Regions from separate parts of the Mus musculus genome. Here all the other regions are linked to region 5. A link is a contact called in public HiCAR-type, HiChIP or PLAC-seq and promoter capture Hi-C data. All regions are on one chromosome and are shown on one strand. Each heading gives the region's core, a stretch centred on a gene start, on an enhancer-like site or on the middle of the called end of the contact. The rest is flanking DNA. Distances are from core to core; before and after follow the strand shown.

Evidence for each region. Promoter capture Hi-C pulls out the DNA fragments that hold promoters and counts their contacts. HiCAR-type assays count read pairs that join an accessible place to other places. HiChIP or PLAC-seq counts read pairs in DNA pulled down with a chosen protein or histone mark.
Region 1: a contact with region 5 is called in a promoter capture Hi-C map of hippocampal neurons, with 6 times the contacts expected there. The contact joins the promoter of Itga6 here to the promoter of Sp9 in region 5.
Region 2: a contact with region 5 is called in a HiCAR-type map of kidney, with 10 times the contacts expected there. The contact joins the promoter of Pdk1 here to the promoter of Sp9 in region 5. A contact is called at or near these places in 4 of 39 promoter capture datasets (embryonic stem cells, hippocampal neurons, liver and 1 more), 5 of 115 datasets of contacts at active chromatin or transcription factors (astrocytes, embryonic hindbrain, forebrain and 2 more) and 1 of 9 other capture datasets (embryonic trunk).
Region 3: a contact with region 5 is called in a HiCAR-type map of astrocytes, with 5 times the contacts expected there. The contact joins the promoter of Rapgef4 here to the promoter of Sp9 in region 5. A contact is called at or near these places in 7 of 39 promoter capture datasets (embryonic stem cells, frontonasal cranial neural crest, hippocampal neurons and 3 more), 4 of 115 datasets of contacts at active chromatin or transcription factors (astrocytes, embryonic forebrain, forebrain and 1 more) and 3 of 9 other capture datasets (embryonic stem cells, embryonic tail and embryonic trunk).
Region 4: a contact with region 5 is called in an H3K27ac HiChIP or PLAC-seq map of embryonic stem cells, with 38 times the contacts expected there. The contact joins the promoter of Dlx2 here to the promoter of Sp9 in region 5. A contact is called at or near these places in 11 of 39 promoter capture datasets (cranial neural crest, embryonic stem cells, frontonasal cranial neural crest and 2 more), 1 of 15 datasets of contacts at CTCF or cohesin (stem cell-derived epiblast-like cells), 81 of 484 Hi-C or Micro-C datasets (B cells, LSK cells, arterial endothelial cells and 37 more), 16 of 115 datasets of contacts at active chromatin or transcription factors (SST interneurons, astrocytes, embryonic forebrain and 6 more) and 5 of 9 other capture datasets (adipose tissue, embryonic stem cells, embryonic tail and 2 more).
Region 6: a promoter capture Hi-C map of pre-B cells shows a contact between it and region 5, with 3 times the contacts expected there. The contact joins the promoter of Slc25a12 here to the promoter of Sp9 in region 5.
Region 7: a HiCAR-type map of astrocytes shows a contact between it and region 5, with 4 times the contacts expected there. The contact joins the promoter of Hat1 here to the promoter of Sp9 in region 5. A contact is called at or near these places in 1 of 39 promoter capture datasets (hippocampal neurons) and 1 of 115 datasets of contacts at active chromatin or transcription factors (astrocytes).

What each region holds. Positions count from the first base shown.
Region 1 is chr2:71,785,108-71,788,216 of GRCm38.p6, forward strand. Itga6 (integrin alpha 6) reads left to right here and starts at 1,832. Exons shown (of 26, transcript NM_008397.4): 1 at 1,832-2,213. The coding sequence starts at 2,032.
Region 2 is chr2:71,871,865-71,874,706 of GRCm38.p6, forward strand. Pdk1 (pyruvate dehydrogenase kinase, isoenzyme 1) reads left to right here and starts at 1,360. Exons shown (of 11, transcript NM_172665.5): 1 at 1,360-1,701. The coding sequence starts at 1,506.
Region 3 is chr2:71,979,770-71,982,874 of GRCm38.p6, forward strand. It overlaps Rapgef4 (Rap guanine nucleotide exchange factor (GEF) 4), which reads left to right and starts at 1,446. Exons shown (of 31, transcript NM_001204165.1): 1 at 1,446-1,582. The coding sequence starts at 1,518.
Region 4 is chr2:71,545,328-71,548,223 of GRCm38.p6, forward strand. Dlx2 (distal-less homeobox 2) reads right to left here and starts at 1,427. Exons shown (of 3, transcript NM_010054.2): 1 at 657-1,427; 2 at 57-241. The coding sequence starts at 1,065.
Region 5 is chr2:73,270,449-73,273,711 of GRCm38.p6, forward strand. It overlaps Sp9 (trans-acting transcription factor 9), which reads left to right and starts at 1,478. Exons shown (of 2, transcript NM_001005343.2): 1 at 1,478-1,643; 2 at 2,677-3,263. The coding sequence starts at 1,623.
Region 6 is chr2:71,366,428-71,369,397 of GRCm38.p6, forward strand. It overlaps Slc25a12 (solute carrier family 25 (mitochondrial carrier, Aralar), member 12), which reads right to left and starts at 1,328. Exons shown (of 18, transcript NM_172436.4): 1 at 1,086-1,328; 2 at 100-153. The coding sequence starts at 1,097.
Region 7 is chr2:71,387,797-71,391,044 of GRCm38.p6, forward strand. Hat1 (histone aminotransferase 1) reads left to right here and starts at 1,464. Exons shown (of 11, transcript NM_026115.4): 1 at 1,464-1,508; 2 at 2,107-2,202. The coding sequence starts at 1,502.

The sequences.
Region 1 (3,109 bases), core at 582-3,081, 1.5 Mb before region 5:
TCTTTCAGGGATAGTGGTTGCCATACATGAAAGAAGAAAACGGTTGTGAGTGACACCCACTAAAAATCACACTGCTGATATTTTCTACCTCACTAGACAGTCATTTCTAACAGTTTCTCAATGTCCTTCAGAAGCGCTTGTTCAAACCGTGTGATCTTCAAGATCTCGTGTGCATTTAGATCCATTATACCTCACCCAGGGCAAGATGTGAGATTACTAGTTGTTTGGGAAGTGGCACATCTGCTGGGGACTCACTCTGGCAGCTGCTGCCACCTGTGAAGACCACACGTGATATTCACATAGCTTCTCTGAGTAGCTCCAGCTGTTCTCTTGGTACAGATGTAGAAGGACGCTTTGGGTCTCCCTTGGGACTGCACCCTGCTTCTATTTCCTATGCATGCCTGTTAGGTTCCATGGAAAGGCCCTTTCCAGCATCAGGAGTGTACAGCCCACTGTGATTGTTACCCAGCTCTGGGCAGTTGGTCCTGACTTGTATAGAGAGTTGGCTCAACACAACTAGAGGGAGCACACCACTAAGCAGTTTTTATCCATGGTCTCTGCTCCAGGTTCCCGTCCTGAGTTCTATTATCTGGAAATGTAAGATAAAACAAACTCTTTTCTCCTCAGGTGGCTTTTGGTTAAAATATTAAATTACATCGATAGGAGACAGGGTAGAACAAGGCCCGTTCAGTAAGTTACTGAAAACCAAGACCCTATGCACAACATACATGTTTTTAAGAAGAAAATCGATTATATTAACATATGTCAAAATGTTAACATTTTTTTCTATAGTAATAAATTGCTTCTTTATTGACATACATCGAGATCTAGCAGAGTAGCTACCTAATAACAACTGTAATTTGAAACATCTGCAACAACCAACTTTTCTGGATAAAACAGTATTTTCTACTGATAATTGGGTTGTTGGTACAGTCTCCTGCCTTTGTGGTTTACTGTCTACATTCATAAGAGAAAACATGCTAATCTAAATGTCAGAGGATAATAAAAAATGGTTCACTAAAATGTATATTGTTTGTTCTCAACCAAGTTCTGAGCGTCCCTGAAGCAAGTTTTTCTATCCTAAAATAAACATGCCTCAAAAGCCAACACCTCGCTGGAAAGCCCCACCCTATGCCCGCGAGACTCAAGCCTTCAAGCCACCCACACGGACCTCTAGCTGTCTCTATCTATGCAGTTCTAACTAGACTAGGAAACTTAGGGTAAGAAAAGGGGACAATAGCTAAACTCCAGGGCCCAAGATAGAAGGACTCAGTGTTCCCTACCTAGAGATCTTCCCACAAAAATCTGAGTTGACTTTTTTCTTTTCTTTTCTTTTCTTTTCTTTTCTTTTCTTTTCTTTTCTTTCTTTCTTTTTTTTTTTTTTAAAAAAAAAACCAAAACTCATCAGCACAGAGAAGCCCGCTTCCTAGGCCTGAATGAAACAGTGTGTTTTTAAGTAGCACAGCAACGTTTTCGACGTTTGGGTCCCTGGGGAGCCAGCGAGTATGCAACATCAAGCCAACCCCAAGAGCTGGGCATACTTAGGCGCGTCTTGAACCCTTGGAGAACGGATGTCTTTGCAAGTCAGCCCTATGAGGCCCGCAGTTCAGTGACAGGTAGAAAAAAAGCCTGGCTAGTCTTGCCAAGCTCCGGGACGCTTCCGGGCAGGTGGCGGGAAGGTGGGAGGGCTGCGGCGGGTGCGCCGCTGCGGGGCGGGGCCGGCAGGGAAGGTGCGTGTGGCGGGCGGGGCCTCGGGAGGGGCGGGGCGGGGCGGGGCGGGGCCGGAGTCCCGGTCACTCGATAAAACGCTTGAGAGTCTCCAGAGAACAACGGGCTCATTGAGCAGCAGCTAGCTGCGGGCGTGGGGGAGCGGCCGCACAGTGAGCGTGAGCCGGCCGGGGGTGGGGCCGCGCGCAGGGGCGACCGAGGCCAAGTGGCCGCAGCGGCGCGCCAGGCAGCCCGGCCCCGGCCCCGAGCCCGCGCGCACAGAGGCCGCAGCAGCTCCGCGGGTCCCTCCCACCGCGCGCGCCCATGGCGGTCGCGGGCCAGTTGTGCCTGCTCTACCTGTCCGCGGGGCTTCTAGCCCGGCTGGGTACAGCCTTCAACCTGGACACCCGCGAGGACAACGTGATCCGGAAATCGGGGGATCCCGGGAGCCTCTTCGGCTTCTCGCTCGCCATGCACTGGCAGTTGCAGCCGGAGGACAAGCGGCTGTGAGTTCCCCGACTCTTCCCATCCCCACCGGGGCGCCGCGCTGCGCCAGGGAGAACGAGGGCGCGCCCTGCTGCCGCCCGTCCCGCGTGCCCAGAGCCTATCCGTGGGCTAGCCCAGCTCGGCTCTGCTCTGCCCTGGCCTTCCCTACCTTGCCCTGCCCTGCCCTGCCCTGCCCGCTCGCACTTCTTCGGCCCAAGACTTGAGAGATCCGGGCCCGCCGCGCCCTGCACACGGCGCCTCCCGGGAGTGAGGAGAGCCGAAGGGACAAACCCCGGGCCCGGCCCCGGGATACTTGACTTTCCCCCTCCCCTGAAGTGCTTTCCGCGGTTCTCCACTTCGGGCTTAGTTTGCAGGGACCCCGGCAGGTGGCACGCTTTGCTGAGCTTCACGTGTGCACTAGGGACAGTGATGGGACACAGGGTTGCGGGAAGTCTTCCAGGGAAATGCAGGCCTTTCTCCAACTCTCCGACCGTCCGGTCCCCTCCCTCGTTCGCGCGCCGCGTGGAAGTTGGGAAGCCACTTTTCGCTGTCCCGTATGACTTTCCCTGCAGAGTGGGCTCTCCTGCAGGAGATACTTTAACATGCTTCTTAAAAAGCACCTGTTCCTCAGGACTAGCTCAGCTGTGAAAACAGGCTTCTTCGAGTCGGTGTGCTAGCTCCCCCTCCCAGCTCCCTGATAGATCAGCAGCACTCAAGGATCCTCCGGCCCCAGTGCTGGGTGGGCCTCACGGAGGAGTTAGAGCAAAGTGCCCCTTCTAGGAGGGACTTAGAAAAGAAGGTTCGGAAGTGACAGTCATCCTCCCAAGTGTTTCTTCCAGGAGAAAGCGACTGGCTCTGCCTTTTAAACAGTGTTGGCTCCCACATGACCCAGTTCTTTGATTGGGGAAGATTTTCT
Region 2 (2,842 bases), core at 110-2,609, 1.4 Mb before region 5:
TTTTTCTTTCTCTAGAATCAAAACCACTTGCTTTTGTTTCCATGCGGACAATATCCCCGCTTTGTGCTACACACAGTTTGTTGGATACAGAATAACAGCTTTCTTTAAAGGGACTCTGATCTAATTTCTGTTTTTCTGTGTATGTTGGGGGAGGGTGGGCAGGTATTTGTTTCTTTGTTTTCAGATAGGAGTCAGAATAACAGGCTGGCATGATTTCGGATGACCTTAGAATTCTCACCTCCCACATTGCTGCTTCCACTTGCAGATCGCTGAAATTATAAACCTGGGCCAACACAATGTGGGGGGGTGGGGTGGGGGGGGTTGCTTTTGTTTTTTCTTTCCTTGTGCTGGGGATGAAACGCAGGGCTTTGGATATGAGCTACATCCCAGACTTCATGATTTGTGTTTTTTCAAAACCCAATAGCGAGCGGGGCAGTGGTGGCGCATGCCTTTAATTCCAGCACTTGGGAGGCAGAGGCAGGTGGATTTCTGGGTTCGAGGCCAGCATGGTCTACAGAGCGAGTTCCAGGACAGTCACGGCTATACAGAGAAACCCTGTCTCATAAAACATAAACAAAACCAAAACAAAACCCAAAAGCGACCAGCATGGAGCTATGAAGTGTTATTCGGTGTGTATTCTACATAATTGATAAACTTCACACGTGGCAGGATAGTTTTCTTGCACCTAAGACACAGCAAATGTTAGGGTAGTTGGATGGGGACTTTACAGTGTTCAGAAGACAGACGTGATTTTCGTGGGGTTAGATATTAAATATGTTCTAATTCTACATTCACTATCTCTATACATTGAAAAGATGGAGCAGGCACATTGTAACTCTAAGATGAGTTAACAGAAAAAGAGCGAGTAGTCTTTAAGTACTGTGGCAATATTGCTTGCATAAAGTGTTTCAACGCGCTCTTCCCGGGACTTTCGTTGCTGTGGAATTCTTTAGAGCCACACCCCCAAGTTCAACTCTTGTACCACTGTTCGGCTGCACCTGCAAATCAAGGGCTTGCATGATCCAAGGGCAATGAGAACAGGCTCATTGCCAACGATCTCGCACAGCCTAGAGCTTTTCCGCTGAGACTGGGAGGGCGGAGGAAGTACGAAAGGGTGCAAAGGGGTGCAACACAGCGCAAGCTGGATCGTTTAAGCCGGGCTCCCACGGCGGCCACTCGCTCCGGGTGGTTTCAGCTGCACCACACCCCACAAAGCTCAGCAGCGCTCCCTTTTTTTTTTTCTTTCCCCGCCTCCGTCCTCCCAGGGCCCCGCCTACATGGGCGTGTCTTTAACCAGGGGCGGTGGCTAGCGCAGCCTTTCGCCCTCCTCCGTGCTGTCCGTGCTCCGCCTACGGGGGCGTGGTTCCAGCGAGGGGGCGGTGGCCGCAGCGCTGACAGCAGCTCCCCGCCCCCGCGGCCAGCCACGTCCCGCACGTAGCGCCCGGGCAGCGGCATACAGCCGCAGGTTGGCGCCCGGAGCTCCGGCTCCTCCGGCGGGGCTCGGTATGAGGCTGGCAAGGCTGCTGCGGGGCGGCACGAGCGTCAGGCCGCTCTGCGCCGTCCCCTGCGCCAGCCGTAGCCTGGCCTCGGCCTCGGCCTCGGGTTCCGGGCCGGCGTCGGAGCTTGGCGTTCCGGGCCAGGTGGACTTCTATGCGCGCTTCTCGCCGTCGCCACTCTCCATGAAGCAGTTCCTGGACTTCGGTGAGGGCGGCCGCTGGGCCGTCGGGCCTCTGTGCACGGGCCCCGTCCTCCCAGGCGCACCCCTCCTCCTCCCTCGTGTCGCCCCCCCTGCGTCTTAGGTGCTTCCTTCCTCCTCGGAGGGAGCGGGCGCTGGAAGGCCGGGCACGTAACAGGGACGTGCGACTATAGTGTGTTTAAAAAAAAAAAAAAAACTACAAACCCAAAAAAACAAAGCAGGGGGCCCGCGGCTGCAGCCTTCCGCGCACGTGCGTAGGTGCGCGCTTGGGGACCTGGTGTCTTTGGGGATGCCTTGCTCAGGTTCAAGGCCAGGGCTCAAACTGCTTCGAGGGTGGTGTTCTGCAGAGGCGAGATCGGTGCCAGCACAGTGGCGATCGTTTGGAGTGGCGTGATGGCTGGAAAACAAGTTACTACTGGCCCAGTGCTTTCCTCGCCAGTGTTTTCACCGAGAGCAAATTCGTTTCAACAGCAGCCAGTCTCAAGCACGTGTAAAGTGCATGGTCTTGTCTGTGTGTAACAGATTGCAGAACTGCAGAATTAGGCCTTTGACTTTTGGCTTCTCATCAGGAGTAATGAGGCGGAAAGGGAAATGCTTAGAATAAACTCTTAACATTGAAATCCGAAAGTTCTGGAGTAGAAAAAGTTATCTTCTGTGTCGTGCTGCCAGGTTATAACATGGTTAGCACGCACGAGAGATTAGTGGTGGGGGTAGGTACTTTATCTTAAAATTGTGGTTTGAAGTGACAGGTGCTTTTCCTTGTGTTTCTTTAGTAAGGGACTATGAAAGGCCCCCGTTTTGTGTGTGTGTTTTGCTTTTATTTGTGAATGCCTGTACTGTGGTGTAGCAATGTTCACCTTGTTCATGAATACGCTATTAAACTTTGGCAAGATGCTTTCCTTAATAATACTGCTACTGTTGACAAGATAGTTTTCTGCTAAGGTTCCATCTGCGAGGTCCACTTAGTTTCAAATGGATTGCTGAAATGTGACTTTTTTAGTTCAAGTGAAGGTGCTTGCCAGGGGAGGGACACTTATCAACTCTTCTGCCAAACATCTGGATTCAAGAGTGGAGGAAGGGGGAGGTGATGGTCTCAGGAATCAGACAACTGAGCTGGTTCCACTTGATGGTTGGTGATACTGTGTT
Region 3 (3,105 bases), core at 196-2,695, 1.3 Mb before region 5:
GGCTCCTCACCTCTAAGTATTCTCTGAGGCATTTGGAGCAAGCGTTCAGTAACCTTGAAATGTCCCAATAGCTCAGATACCTTTATAAACAAAAAATATTTAGAAGACATGTCTCCTTCACACCATATAAGATGACACCTTTGGAAGTCTTTATGTGGTATAATATGTTAAGAGATATTTATGGTAAATAATAGAGATTAACGGAATGAAACTCAGCTGAGGGACAAGCCCAGAACAGGGAGTTTCTGCTGAAAACACTTGGTTGTGGGTCTGAAACCAGATCCTGTCTATTGAACATGGGGAAATGGAAAATTTTTCTGGAGAGATTTAAGGTCAAGGTTGTTGTAAGAGAATCAAAGCATCCCAGAAGGCACAGGCTGTTTCCTGCTCCCCAGTCTCCCTGCATCGGCCCTAAATGGGCGGTGTGTGTAGGGACAGTAGCAAATGATCGAGGATAAAGCCCTGTTCCGTTCCACCCATGCCTATTCCTAAGTGTATGTCACAAATATCGAAACAGCGCTTGATAGGAGTCCAACAGATTTAACTTGTCCCCAAATTCCTGAACAACGGTCCATGTAAATTTATTTCTTTTTATTTTTTTATTTTTTGGCAGGGTATAACTGAACGACTTCTAGGCATAACACTTACAGTGAACACCTACAGGAAGACAGGCAGCTGTGGCCACCCTCCGCACTGAACCTGGGAAGAGGAAGGCTGTGGGAGAGTAGAGGCTAACCACCCAAGTTCATGGAGTGCCCAGGAACTTGGCTTCCAGGCCTGAAACCTTAGTTCTGCATGGGTCTCAGGGATATCCCATTCTTAATTGCTTCTTTTTGTCGTGGTTGGGACATGGAGTCCAAGTAAGTCTGAGGTTCAAGGCCAGTGACTTCAGTTTGCACCCCCTTTTAATCCTCTGGTCTCCTGGGTCCTTTGCTTCAGACTGTCTCTGTTTTTCCCAGCCCCCAACGCCCCTCAACCTTCCGAATCATTTATCCTTTGGGGTCCACATCAAGAGACCATGATGTCCCCCACCCCCACCTCATCGCAAGCCTTCCCAGCCCTGCCCTCTCTCATCCCAATTTAAACAGCAGACTGTAAAGGTGAGCTGGGATCAGCTAGCAAGTTTTGACAGCCACCGAGGAGGACTAATGGGTTTCTAAGGAAACGGAGAGGCAGCAGCCATTTTAGTGGCATTTGCTGTACGAAAAATATATAGAGTCTGACATCCCCTCCCCACGCGCAACCGGGTGGCATCGCAGCAGAACTCCCCCTTCTTCCCTCCCCCGAGGTGAGGGTAGACGCGGGCCTGGCGGAGCGGGGCACCTGCCGCAGGTGTCGTGGGGTCGCCGCTCCTGGCGGGCGGGCGGGGCGGCTGGGCTCCCACGCGGGCGCCGCAGTGCAGCGCGGGCCTCGCGCCTGGCCCGCCCCTCGGTCCCCGCCCCGCAGGCCGCGGGAGCCCGCCGGGAGGCGCGCGGGAGGTGGCCGCGGCCCGGGGCCACCGCGCGCTGCTGCCCAACATGGTCGCTGCGCACGCTGCACACTCTCAGTCCTCGGCCGAGTGGATCGCCTGCCTGGATAAAAGGTACGTGGGGTGGGGTGCGGGATCTGGGTCGCGGGGGTCCACTCGTGGGGTGCCACCTGCGGGAGAGCATTCCACGTGCCGGGAACAGAATGCGGCGCCGTGGGGGACAAGGTGCCAGCCTGCCCTGGTCCCCTTCCGCCCCGCTGCGACTCCACGCTCCATTCATGGGTGGGTGGGTGGGTGGTTTCCAATGGGCACTAAGACCAGGGAGGGTACATACATGCGAGCTTCAGGCTGTCCAGACCCTCAGGGAGAATGTCATTTAAGTTTCCAGGAGGGGCGGGGAGAAGGGGGGTATTCATGCAGGTGCAGTCACCTTTTTTGTTTCCGGAAAACCAAGTGTTAGGGACTCAGTGGAGCTGTCAAGTCCCTTGCTGAAATCCACAGCCCTCTTCCCGCGGGCGCTCTCTCAAGGTCTGTGTTAGGAAGGTCACCGGAGGCGTCTTAATCTTCTGCAGAAAAGACCCTCACTCTAAAGAGAAATTTAAACCGCAGAGAGTGCTGGCTCTCGCCAGCCTCTGATGAAGGTGCCGTGGGTGACAACACACTGCAGTTGTTTCTAGGCTCTGTCGGTGGAATTTTCTGTTTGTCCAGATTGCAAATTTAACAGTAAACATTACACAGTATGTTAGCAATTATAGTTTATTACCCTAAGGAGAAAGGTGATGCATCTGAACTTTGAAAGAAACAAGCAAACGCCTTGCAGCGTGACCAGCCTCTGAGTCCCAGAGTTTGGTGCCAAAGGCCAGTGATTCACATCCTTCAGCAATCTGCATGATATCCGAATTGCATTTGTGGGAATTATTTTGTGCTCTGCCATATTGAAAATTTTTCAATGAACAGATTTGTGACCGGATCAAACTTGAGGATCTGAAGAGTGGCCGGCTGTGCCTGTTCCACTATTGTAGGCCTTTGATGGAAAGATATTAACTAACTGAAAAGAGCTAAATGAACTCATTTGAATAACTTAATGTGATAAACATTCTCGATTTTTAGTTACTACACAGTAGCAAGAATATTTTTGGCAGGCATTGCCCCATTTCTGACTAAAATGGTATGTTCTAATATTAGAGAAATTATATGCAGTAAACAGTAAGACAATTGAAGAGATGGTTAAGTCATACAGAATTCTGTGGAGGAATTAAAGGCACATTTAAGCCAAGAGCTTGCTAATGTGATCAGTAATCTAAATTTAATACTTTAGGAAAAGTGAATTATAAAACAAGAGATAATCAGGCGCTTGCACTTAACCTATAAATAGTGCTTCCCGTGAGTGATAATTTTGGGTAGTAAGCAACATACTTCTCTTTGCAGAGCTGCATAGCAAACAGTCAGTAATCCATTGGAGATCCTTTCGTCAGTGAATACTTAGGGCGAAGTCATGGGGCAGCGGCGGTGTGAGCGGAGTGGCCAGGACGTCTATCCCTGTGCTTCTGCTTGTAAGATTGTATTCGGCATGGATTTCTAGAACATGGCACCACAGTTTAATGCCACTATTCATAGTGGGCAAAAAAACCTCAAAA
Region 4 (2,896 bases), core at 177-2,676, 1.7 Mb before region 5:
TTGTTCCGGACGTGCCCGCTTCCTAGAGAAAGCAGGCCATCTCCCACCTTGCTCACCTGAGTTTGGGTGAGGCCCAGGGACGCCGCCAGCTCGGCTCGCTCTGGCAGGGCCAGATACTGGGTCTTCTGGAAGCGTCGTTGAAGGGCCGCCAGCTGGAAACTGGAGTAGATGGTGCGTGGTTTCCGGACTTTCTTTGGCTTCCCGTTCACTATTCGGATTTCAGGCTCAAGGTCTTCCTTGTCTGCAACGAAAAGTGAGTGGTGAGCACCCACCGTCCAACCCCGCGGTCCTAAAGTTCGGAGCGGAGGCCTTTAGAGACTTGAGGAGGCCTTCCCAACTTCAGCACGCGCCGACTGGCCTGGCCACGGAACCCTGCAAGGGACCCGGGGGAGCTGTGCAAGAGAGAAAGAAGAGGCGGGCAGCAAAGCTATGCGCTACCCACAGCATGCCAACTGGCCCAACCGCCCACCGACTCTGTCCCCCGGAGCGTGGAGAGGCAGAAACTGCGATTCGCGTGCAGTTGGAGATTGGGCAGAGTTCAGGGCGGGAGCAAGAGATGCACAGAGTGCAAGGCTAGAGCTCCGGACTGCCCCCCACCCCATGCTTACCCGGTCCCTCCCCGTGACTTGGGCACCCTAGATGCTTGCGATGCTTACCCGGCTCGTTGTTGACCGGAGACGAACTGGTGCCGTAGGGCGCGTAGGAGGTGTACGCGGCGGTGTAGCCCAGGTCGTAGCTGCTTTTGGCGGAGTAGGAGACATTGTTGAGGCCGCTGGCGTGGTACTGGTAGGAGCCCATGTGCGCGTAGGGCGAGGCCCCCCCGCCGCCGCCGCCCGCCGGGTGCTGCTGGTTGGTGTAGTAGCTGCTGTCCGTAGCCGTGGACACCGGGAGGGTTGGCGACTCCTGGGGCTTGTGCAGGCTGCTGTTGCTGCTGCTGCTGTTGCTGTTGCCGCCAGGGCCGGCGCCCGCACCGCTCGGGGGCTGCTGGTGCTGGTGGTACGTGCTGGAGGCGGTGATCTGGGTCGAGTGCATATCAGCCACCAGACTGTCAAAGACTCCAGTCATCCTGACCCGGGACAGGAAAGAGCACGGGTGGCGGGCGAGAGGGGGATGCGAGGCGCCTCCTCTGTCTATCTCTCCGGGTCCCTTCCAGCAACCAATGTAATTACGGGGAGGGGGAGGGAGAGGAAAACAAGAAATGAGGCTACGGTCTAGGCGCCTCCTCCCCTGGAGGAGGCGATCACCGTGCGTGGCTCGGGACCGCAGCTGCTGGCCGCATCCTTCCCGGGCCTCTCGGACCTCTCGGCTCCTGGCCCGGCTCGGGCGGGGGGCGGGCAATGGAGGGGGCAAGAGCGGTCAGACCCGGTAGGGGCTCCAGGAGGCGGGAGCAGGTGAGCGACCCCCGAGCAGCTTTACGATTGTCTGCCGGGCAGGCTCCTGCAGGGTGGGCATTTAACACTTATCACGTGACCGCGGGCAACGTCACCTAGCAACAGCCAATCAGAAGGAATGAGCCGCGGGGCGCCGGGAGTCCGCGACCGGGCGGCCCCGGGACCCGCGTGTCACGTGGCGGGCAAGGCGGCCGCGGTGGGTGCGTGTACAAGCACTGCAGAAAGTGGGTACCCGATCTGGAGCTGGATAGGGTGCGGGATGGCCCGCAACAGGACATAAGGCTCCGGGAAAGAAATGGGGTCTCCCACCTTACTCTGCTTTCAAGAGCCAAGTCTAACGATTTACATCTCTTGTCCAACTTCGCCTTAATCAAATAAAGCCAGGAAGAGGGCCGAGCCAGCTCTGTCTCCTTTTTCTCCAGATACTTTTCCTCGAGGTGCCTGGCTCGCACTACTCTTGTCAGCCACTTTGCACCTGACGGGCAATTGATTTAAATTATCCATAAACCGCGTATAATAACCTATGCTTCCCAAACTACCCACAGAGATATTACGACAATTAATTGGATAATGTTTAACGTTTTTCCTTTTTGCTTGAGAGAAGAGCTCTATAAGCCCAAAGGTATTATTACTAGTAATGTATTTGAAATCACTTTTCCTCATACACATAAAGGTCTCTAGTAATGACGCACATCTGAGCCACTAGCTGGAAACTGATTCTGAGGTTCCCTCCTTGGGAAAGGTAGGCCAGACTAGACAGCCTTCAAAGTCGTTTGCATTGGTGTTTTTATGAAAAGGGGAATGAAAAAAAAAAAGAGATACTGAAGTAATATTAGAGATTTATCAAGATTCATTATCACACGTTTTCTTGATATAAACAATAAATATAAGAAGTTTTATTTTGTCTACTTTATTTTACATTTTCGTGTTCTAGGATCTTACTCCACTGTTGTAATTTCTTTCTCTAGGTTTCTTTCTTTATTTTTATTTTTCTTCTTTCTTTCTTTCTTTCTTTCTTTCTTTCTTTCTTTCTTTCTTTCTTTCTTTCTTTCTTTCTTTCTTCCTTCCTTCCTTCCTCTCTCTCTCTCTCTCTCTCTCTTTCTTTCTTTCTTTCTTTCTTTCTTTCTTTCTTTCTTTCTTTCTTTCTTTCTTTCTTTCTTTCTTTCTTTCTTTCTTTCTTTCTTTCTTTTCCAAGTGATGAGTTCCCCTCTCTGGTGGTTGGGATTTTCAAAAGAAGGGTGATGGATGGACTCAGCGCAGTGATGGACTCTCAAGTTTGAAGATTGCGGTAGCGCCTGCTTTGTGGCGCCACCTGGTGGACAGTGTAGGAGGTTGTTACAGGCCTGGTAGACAGTCTAATCACGCCCAGGCGCCAGCCTCTGAAACCCCCCAAAAGAACAAAATAGTAATTAAAAGCCACAAAATTGTGCTAGTGCGCGCCATCTGAAGCATCCCTTCCTAAAGACATAACATGTCACTGAAAGAACTTGTTACAACAACTGCCT
Region 5 (3,263 bases), core at 228-2,727:
AAAGCAGGATGTGGTTTGGAGGGGGGACGTGCTTACACGTTTAAGTATCCAGACCTGCCTGAGGGCGCTGGTATTTCTAGTTCAAAAGCTGCCTCTGGCTACCCTGGAAAAGACAAAAGTAATGCCCAGAAACAGGAAACCCTCCAGCGGCGGCGCCTTGCGATGCGTGAGGACACCTCTTTTTACACCAAGGTCCAGAGAGGCTTTGAAGATGCTTCCAGCTTGCAGAAGGCGGAGGCGCCCACGTGTGGCCTGGCTTTCGCAGACTCTCTCGGTGAAGGCTCCGGAGAGGTCCTCCAAAGGCTGTGTCAGCAGGGTGCCTGATGAAGATGAGCCTTCCTTTGGAGTCCCTTGGCCCTGAAGACGGAGTTTCTAGGCCCTAGCAGTCTGCAGTGGAGATAGTTTGAATCTGAAGCAAGAAAAATGACTCTATAAACATCCCCTAAAACTCGACTTCAACCTGAAATCCGACATGCAAATCTCCACCGGGTTAAACAAACAGCGGTGCAAGCTGCAGCTTCGGCGGGGGTGGCGGTGGGGGGGCGGACGCCGCTCGCGCCGGTCTCCGTTTCCAAAGTTGTTACAATGTGAAAATAAGCGGCTTCGTGCAGAGTGTTGTATGGGCTGATGCTTCCCACCCCCACGCCAGCCCCCAGAAAAACCTGGCAGATAATCAGCACGTCCCACTGTTTAGTCATATTTGACAACTGGGTTAACCTGGTATCTAGGCGCTGGCGAAGCCATACAAAGGGTGCCCTCAATTACCACCAGGAGCTTCTGGTGTGATAGGCACTTGTATTACCCCCTGGGTCAGAGGCCAGAGCGACAATTAGGAAGTCACTTAGACCGCTGGAGGGAAATGGCGGGATGCAGCAGGCTCTGGGCTCTCCTAACAAGTCTGTGGGTGTAGACCTGCCTGGAGAGGCCCAGCTGTCCTTTGCGCCCTCTGCTCAATAGGACTCTGAGTATAAAAAGAGTACGGTGGGAGCAGGAATCTGGGAAAACGACCACGACAAGGATAAATCCATCGCAAGAGTGATGGCTACAAGTTCAAGTTCTTCGCAGCAACAACGTGTACACACAAAGTGAACGCAGACCATTTCTGCTTGTGCCCTAGGCCGGGGTGTCCCTCTCCTGCTTCTTTCCCACAAGTGGAGAGTGAAGACTGTCAGCCCTACGTAGCAAGGTGGCCAGGGTGGTGGGAGTGGTGGGGGCCTGCGGCTTGGTCTCAACAGTACTTAAACCTGGCTTGGTACGTGAGTGTGTGTAAATTTTTAATTGCACTGTAATTTCTTCTGTCCCTAGCCCGCCCCCCTCCCACCCACGCCCGCAGACTTGACTGGCACGCGCCAGGAGCCCGGGCTCGGGCCCCTCGGAGCGTCTGATTGGCTGCGGGGCAGCTCCCGTCTGCTCTGCCTGCGCCCTCATTGGGCGAGAGGCGCAGCCAGCGGCACTTCAAAGCGGGTGCTCCTCGCACTTAGGCTGAGTTTTGCCGGCGGGAGCCCAGAGTCCGCTCGGCGCGAGCGCGGGACGCGGGAGCCGCGCGGGACCTGAATCGTGATTCCCAGCAGCCGCCAGGCTTAACACCGCTCCGGGCCTCGCCGCGCAGCCCAAAACCTGCTATGGCCACGTCTATACTTGGGGTAAGTGAAAAAGACTCGCTGCAAAGGCTTTGCTCATTTTTGTTTGTTTTGTTTTTGTGTTGTTGGTGGTGGTTTTTTGTTTTTGTTTTGTTTTCTTATGGCTTCTCTGGGCCAGAATCTCTCAAGAAACTGTTGCTATACCACAGCTCTGGTTTCCTTTTAGCATTTTCTACATTTCTGGAACCGATCTTTTCAAGTTATTGGAACCTGGGACCTTTTGCCTTTGCAAGAAAAGAATGTCTTAAGCAAGTTCCCTTTTAACTGGTTTTTGAGGCAAAGCCGAATGTTTCTTTTCTTCCCTTCTTGATTTTAACATCACTCCCCCACTCCCAACCCCACCCCCCGCCACTTGGTTTGGGGGTTGTTGCATTACATTACAGTGTTTTCTGGAAAGTCTTGTTTTGCAGGCCACGAAGTTACATTAATAAACACTTACATTAGCGTGGCTCCCCAGTTTGCCCTTGACTTTGAAAGCCGCTTATACTTGGATTCTTTTTGTAATCGTGTGCGTTGTGTAAATATCAAAACTACGTTTCTGAACTATAAAAGAAAATAGCCAAGTCGTAGCCACTCATTCGAGGAATGTTCTAAGAGTTTCTTCCAGCACTGGGTGGCTGTTTTGGCCACCACCCCCCGCCCTCACCCGTTATTTCTTGTGTGTGTTTACCTTCGTGCTACACCCGGAAGGGCGACTTGGGAGCTTCTGGGAGATGAGCGGGCTTATGGCGTCAACCCAAGTCTGATTCTAGACAAGGGTGGCAGCGAACGAAGTGGCGAAAACCGAGGCATTTCTGATCTATAGTCTCACTGAGGAACAACTTTCCTACTCGCTCGTGGTCGCCTCTGTCCTGCGCGGGGCGCGGCGCGTCCCCCGCCAGCGTGCGGGGAGGAGGCGCGAGCCGGGGTGCCAGGGCCCTCCGGGATCTGCGCGGGGGGAACGAGGCTGCTCACCGGTGCACTTTGTGTCTTCCCCCACTTCTCCCTGCCCTCCTCCTCCTCCTCCTCGCTCCCTCCTTCACCCCACCCACTCTAGGAAGAGCCACGCTTCGGAACGACCCCGTTGGCCATGCTGGCGGCGACCTGCAACAAGATCGGCAACACGAGCCCCCTGACGACCCTGCCCGAGTCCAGCGCCTTCGCCAAAGGCGGCTTCCACCCCTGGAAGCGCTCCTCGTCCAGCTGCAACCTCGGCTCCAGTCTCTCCGGCTTCGCTGTGGCCACGGGCGGCCGCGGCTCGGGCAGCCTGGCGGGTGGCTCGGGAGCCGCCAACAGCGCCTTCTGCCTGGCCTCCACGTCCCCCACGTCGTCCGCCTTCAGCAGCGACTATGGCGGCCTTTTCTCCAACTCGGCGGCGGCGGCGGCCGCGGCGGCCGGCGTGTCCCCGCAGGAGGCGGGCGGCCAGTCGGCCTTCATCTCCAAGGTGCACACGACGGCGGCCGACGGTCTGTACCCGCGCGTGGGCATGGCGCACCCGTACGAGTCGTGGTACAAGTCGGGCTTCCACTCGACCCTAGCGGCGGGCGAGGTGACCAACGGCGCGGCGTCATCGTGGTGGGACGTGCACAGCAGCCCTGGGTCCTGGCTGGAGGTGCAGAACCCCGCCGGGGGGCTGCAGAGCTC
Region 6 (2,970 bases), core at 78-2,577, 1.9 Mb before region 5:
TGTTTGTGAGAAGAGCATTTCTCAAAGTTAGAGAGCTTAAAGAGGAATAACGATCATGTTCTTCCCATTCTTTCCCTGATGTAAAATTCTTTCACTTACCTGGAGGAATATGTTTCTCAGCTCATGAGGATCACCTCGTTTGGTTGTATGCACCTGAGGGGGGGGGGGGAATGACTGGTTAATGCTTAGCTAGAAACCACATAATCTCTTTAGATTATAGTTTACATCTGCTAACAACTCATTTATCTTTCATAAGGTCATTTAGTCTAAAAACAAACCCAAAGCTTAATTGCTGATAACACCTGTCAAACCGGAGATCTACGGCTAAGGGGTGGGAGAAAAGGGTGTGAATAGTGCAAGATAGAGCAAATTACAGACGGCACTTCCTGTGAACTGGAAAGGGAAACCAATGTAATCGTTTACTTTATTCCACAACTACTAGCAATACAGTAGCAACCACCAAGCTACAAATCCTGAGAGCCTCAAGAGAGGAGCAACAGGAGATGTAAAACAGCCAAATTAATAGCCGGGCCTAGCAGCCTTTCTTGTGGAAAGCAGAAACAGTACATCGTCATCTTGGCGACCCTTTCTCCATCTGACCTAAACCTTGAGAGCTGCCACAATACGGATACTTTCGACATCTGACAACCTGCCAGGCAAATGTCAACCAGTGCCCTGGGCTGTATTGTGGCCCCAAATGACAACACCCACCCCCTCCCCCACCGCGGATGCCCTGGGTATCCCCGGTTCTCCTGCCCGCTGACTCTCAGTCCCTCTCTGATGCTCTCCAACTCTGTGCTCGCAATCCCATGTACCTAGGACAAAACACTACTCTTTTCCTCCTCCCGACCATGGTCCTCAGGAGCCCCTCCAACTCACGATCCCTCCTCCTTCCCCTCCCCCAGCCGGGCATCCTCTTCGCTCCGGTCCAAGCCCAGCACAGCTCTCCACCCGCAATCTAGAGCCCCGGGACGCACTGGCTAAGAACCAGGCAAAGAAAGCAACGGAAAGAGGCGGGGGGCTGCACTCGGGGCCCTTGGAACGTCTCTTATGCAATAAAAGCAGCAGCAGAGAGTTGGAGTCACCTTGACCGCCATGCTGTGCTCGGAAGCCGGGAACGAGCGAGTGAGCGAGCTGGGCCGAGCTGTCAGGGCGCGCGCGCGCCACGGCCCGGGGCCGCGCCCGCGCTCCCTCCTGTCGCAGCGCCGCGCCCGTCTATATGCAAATGAGCTAGAGCGCGTCGGTGGTGCGCACCGAGTGGCCTTGGTTGATCCATCAGCGGGCCGGCGGGGCAGTCGCACCTCTTGCGGGGGACACCAGAGCTCCGGTCGCCGGATTCCAACGCGCAGTGTGAGCAGAGGCTCCTCTGGGCCAGCCCCAAGTCCCAAGGCCTGGCAGTGGGTGTGGCTTTGGGCACCGGCTTCAGCCAAAGTCGGTTCCCTCTTGGGGCTTAAAGGAACACTTGGGGCCTGTATTGAGCAAGGTTGGAAGCATATGAGAGCTTGTCCCATTAATAATGAGTTTATGACAACCAGTGACAAATATTGATAAGGAAAATGATTAGTTAGGTTTTTTAAAGGGAAAACCTAAGTAAACATAACTTCAGAAATATGCTCCTGAATTAACATTCCTTGGGATATCCCTAATGGTTTATTAATAGATTCGCTTCACTCTCTTAACCACCCAAATTCTTTGTACAATGTATATAGAAAACAACTTTATTTATCTTGGAGCTGGTACTTGCTATGCTGACTTTCTCTTCTACAGGAAACAATTCCTCTGTGAATTCCCAGCCCTGCCTTAAGCTAAATTAATGTCTCTAAAACTGAGGCTTGCCATTAAGATATGTGAGGGCCAGGCAAGTAGCTTAAGTTGCTGGAGTGCCTAACTAACATGCTGGAAGTCCCGGGTTCTATGCCCAGTAGCACATAAACTCTATCTTGGCGAAGTAGTATCCGACTGTAATCCCCAGGCTTGAGAAATGGAGGCAGGATAATCGGAATGTCATCCTCGGCTGCATAAGAGTTAGAGGCCAGCCTGGATGCATAAGACGCGTCTTCAAAGAAAAGAAAAACGAAAGGAATAGAGGAGAAGTAAGAAAGGGGAAGGGAGGGAGGCGGGGGGGGGGGGGTGTGTGGAGGGGGAAGAGGGGTGCGGATCCGAGGTGATAGCTCAGTCTGAGGCTCCTCAGAACTCATTAAAGGTAGAAAGATAATCAACACCTATTTTCCACATTTCATCTAAGCACTAAGGTGAATAAAATTAAAAATTGTTAAAAAAAAAAAAAGAAGGGGAGAAAAGATCCTATTAGTTCTCATATTGATATTCACCCAAATATTTACTAAAATCCTCCATGTGCTAGACATGGTCCTATTTGTAAAGTGTGGATATAAATACACATATATGCATATGAAGTATGTGTATAAGTAGTTATTTATTGCAAAGACCTTCTTTGCCACCATTATCATAGACCATTTTAAGTTATAAAACTAAATAGCAATCCTACATATTGTAGATATCATACCCTTGGCTCAATCATACTTAAATGTTGCAATATTTGATTATCCCTGGGTTATTACAAGAAAATTTGTAACAAGCTGATGATGTCTCCTGTAGTAGTATATTGCCTTTATTCCCACCCACCAGTTATAGGCTTCGTGTGCTCACTTTTCAATATCTTTGAGACCAGGCAAGGGGATAAGTCTTTTTAAAAGAAACATGGTTGACTTGTTTAAAACTGATCATTAGTGCACTCGACATGGGTTTTGTGAGAGGGAAGGAAGTGATGAGATTTCTTGTCATTATAGTATTAAAATTAAATCTACTTAATTCATAAAATCATATACATGCCATGAATACTTGTGTCTATCAATAAATATGTGCTATTTGAAAATATCAGAGCCCAGTAAAAGCCAGACATTTAGCGATTGTGTTTACCCAGGACCTCAACCATATTTGGTTTTTTTTTTT
Region 7 (3,248 bases), core at 214-2,713, 1.9 Mb before region 5:
TTAAAGCACATTAGGGAGTTCTGGGGTAGGTGACCTCTATGATAATCTGTTGGGTCCATCTCTACTGACATTCCATTGCCGGGGTAGAGAGGCTGTAAACTTGTTGGGGGAGGCCTGGAAACTGCTGCTGACCCATTGTCCTTGCCTCGGGCCAGACAGGTGGCCAGACAGGTGGCGGGCCGGCTTCGGAGGCCTGGACTTGCCTGGACTTGCCCAGGTCTTGGTAAGAGATTTAGGCCTAACCTCCTTAACTGCCAATTTGAAGCCTGTCATGGAGTCAGCCTAGCCTTCTCAAGCGCTGGTATTAGAACCTTGCTAGGCAGAGACCCAACAGTTCTCCAGGAGTCCCTCAGGTCTTCACAGGCAGATTGGGCTGAGGCTCCTAGCTTTGAGGACTGACCACCAGGTTTTCAGCATTTGCTGTGAGACAACCACTGTCTGGCCTCTCCAAGTGTACCACATAAGCCAAGGTGGTAAGTCATCTTTTAATATATGTTCATTCCATTGGTTCCTTCTTTTCTAGAGAGACCCGATATACCAAAGATCAACTTTCCATACGGCATGCATCATTTTAAAGCGTATCAGCAAATGTGTTGACACCAGGGAGTCTGGTATTTGAATACCATCGTAGAGGTAAATAGCAAATTATCCTCTGGGAGAAAAAAAAAAATCCAAAAGCAACTAAATAATAAGGCCCATGATTAAAAATGGGTAGTATCCTATGATTAGTTCAAGCCACTAGGACCTCATACAAGTCCAACTAAATCAAGCCACTTGAGGTAGTGTTAGTAACCACTTTTAGTGAGCTAAATGGTTGTCCAGAAAACTTAAGAGCAAAAGCAGGTATATTTCTAAATTTTACTTTTAATAGTTGTGCACGCTAGCATGTAATCAGAGCACAGCTTTCGGGAGTCTTCCATTTTGGGTCCCTGAGTTCTTTAATATGGCACTATTTTTCAATTTGGGAGCACAAAGAAAGTCTATAATGGGTTAGTGGCAGAGCCTTATGTCTACCATAAGTATGACTCTGAATTGGTCACCCAGCTCCAAAATACGAATAAAATTCAGAGGAACCTTTTAAAATGGGTTATGGCAAAGTTGAATCAAAAAGTTTAAAAACTTCGAAATGAAACCCCCACAGAAAAACTTGCGTTCGGGCCAAAAGATGGGAAGGACAATCGCCTTAAGCTGTTTGAGAATTCACATTAATTTCTAAGCAAGTCTCTAGTGGCCAGCAAGCCGCACAGGCTGGGACGCCGAAGACATGGGGTGAGGGCATCCTCACGTGCGGTGGCTAGGCAACCGCGGGCGCCTTCTCACGGTGCTAGCCCCGCCTCCTGAGGCACTTCCGCCGCCGCGCGCCTGGACCTTCTCCCTCTCATTGGTTCGTGGCTCGCCGAGGATGGGCGGGGGAAACGCGTAAGTCCTTGCGGTCACTTCCGGCCCGGGAGCGCGCGGGTTGATTTGTCCTTCCTCAGCTGCGGGCGCTCGGAGCTCGGAAATGGCGGGTAAGTTCCCGGGAAAAGTTTAGCAAGGGGAGGAGGCGGGTGCTTCTGGGGAAGAACGTTGAGGCGGCCGTGACAGTGGCCGCCTGGAACTTTCGGGCTCTAGCAGAGGTTCCAGAAGGCCTCTCCCTTCCGCGAGGCACTGAGGGTCGGGGACTGGCTCCCGGTGGGCCGCGCTCGGCGCCACCGCCCCCGGTGCTGACGCTCGGCGCCTCCCGTGGGCCTCCCGGGCCTTGAGCTCAGGCAAGGCGCTCAGTTTGGTCTGGTGGAGCGCGGTCTGCCTCGGAGCCTTTCACCCCCTCGTTCCCCTTTGCTCACTGTCGCCCTAATGTAACCCATTAGGTCCAGTTCCCGCCAGCTGATCCTCTCCAGGGCCCTGCCCACCTCCCTCCCAGCCAACTTCTGAGCGAGCGCGGTGCTGCTGCCCTGCCCTGGTTCAGGGCACACTCAGGGTCTCATAACCCTTCAGGATTCCTGAGATCATTGTTTTTTTAGATGTCCTTTGAGAAAGTCGTTTTTACACTGCCCAACTTGTCACTTAGAATGGAACTTCTGTGCTGTGTGTAGTAGAATCCTCTTGCTGTGCTTTATTCGTTTCTAGCCTTGGAGAAATTTCTGGTGGAGTATAAGAGTGCCGTGGAGAAGAAACTAGCAGAGTACAAGTGTAACACCAACACAGCAATCGAGCTGAAACTAGGTGCGTATTTCCTTTCAGAGGAGTTCTGTGTGTGCAGCCCTGTATTTAACAGAGCCTTTAAAATAGGAAACACAGCTTGAGGTTAAGACGATTACGTAACAGGTACTTTCTGCGTTGACTGGACATGGAGATTTTAGGCAGTTCTCTAAGTTCATGCGGTAGAAGGGGTAGGGGAAAGATAGTGATAAGAAAGTGAAAGATAGTGTGGCAGAAAGTATATGTGATCTCATCTTAAAAATTGCAAATACACCAGGCAGTGGTGCCGCATGCCTTTAATCCCAGCACTTGGGAGGCAGAGGCAGGCGGATTTCTGAGTTCGAGGCCAGCCTTGGTCTACAGAGTGAGTTCTAGGACAGCCAGAGCTATACAGAGAAACCCTGTCTCGGGGGAAAAAATTGCAAATGGGGGATGGAGAGATGGCTCAGCTGTTAAGATCATTGACTGTTTTTCCAGAGGTCCTGAGTTCAAATCCCAGCAACCACATGGTGGCTTACAACCATCTGTAATGAGATCTGATGCTCTCTTCTGGTGCTCGTACTTACATATAATCATTCAATCAATCAATCTTCAGGCCCCAGGGAGCAGGACTGGTAAGAGCACTGACTGTTCTTCCGGAGGTCTTGAGTTCAAATCCTAGAAACTACATGGTGACTCACAAACATCTATGATGAGATCGGATGCCCTCTTCTGGTGTGTCTGAAGACAGCTACAGTGTACTTAGATATAATAAATAAATCTTTTTAAAAAAAATTGCAAATATGATAATAACAGCTGTTGGTTAGGATGTGGAAATTCATGGGTTGCTGGTATTATATCTAAAATGATATAACAACTTTGGTTTGGAAAAAAAATTTAAATGTATTTTATGTTCATAAGTGCTTTCTCTATCTTCATGAATACCAGAAGAGGACATCAGATTCCCACCATGTGTTTGCTGGGAATTGAACTCAGGACCTCTGGAAGAGACCAGTGCTCTTTTTTTTTTTTTTTTAAAGATTTATTTATTTATTATATGTAAGTACACTGTAGCTGTCTTCAGACACTCC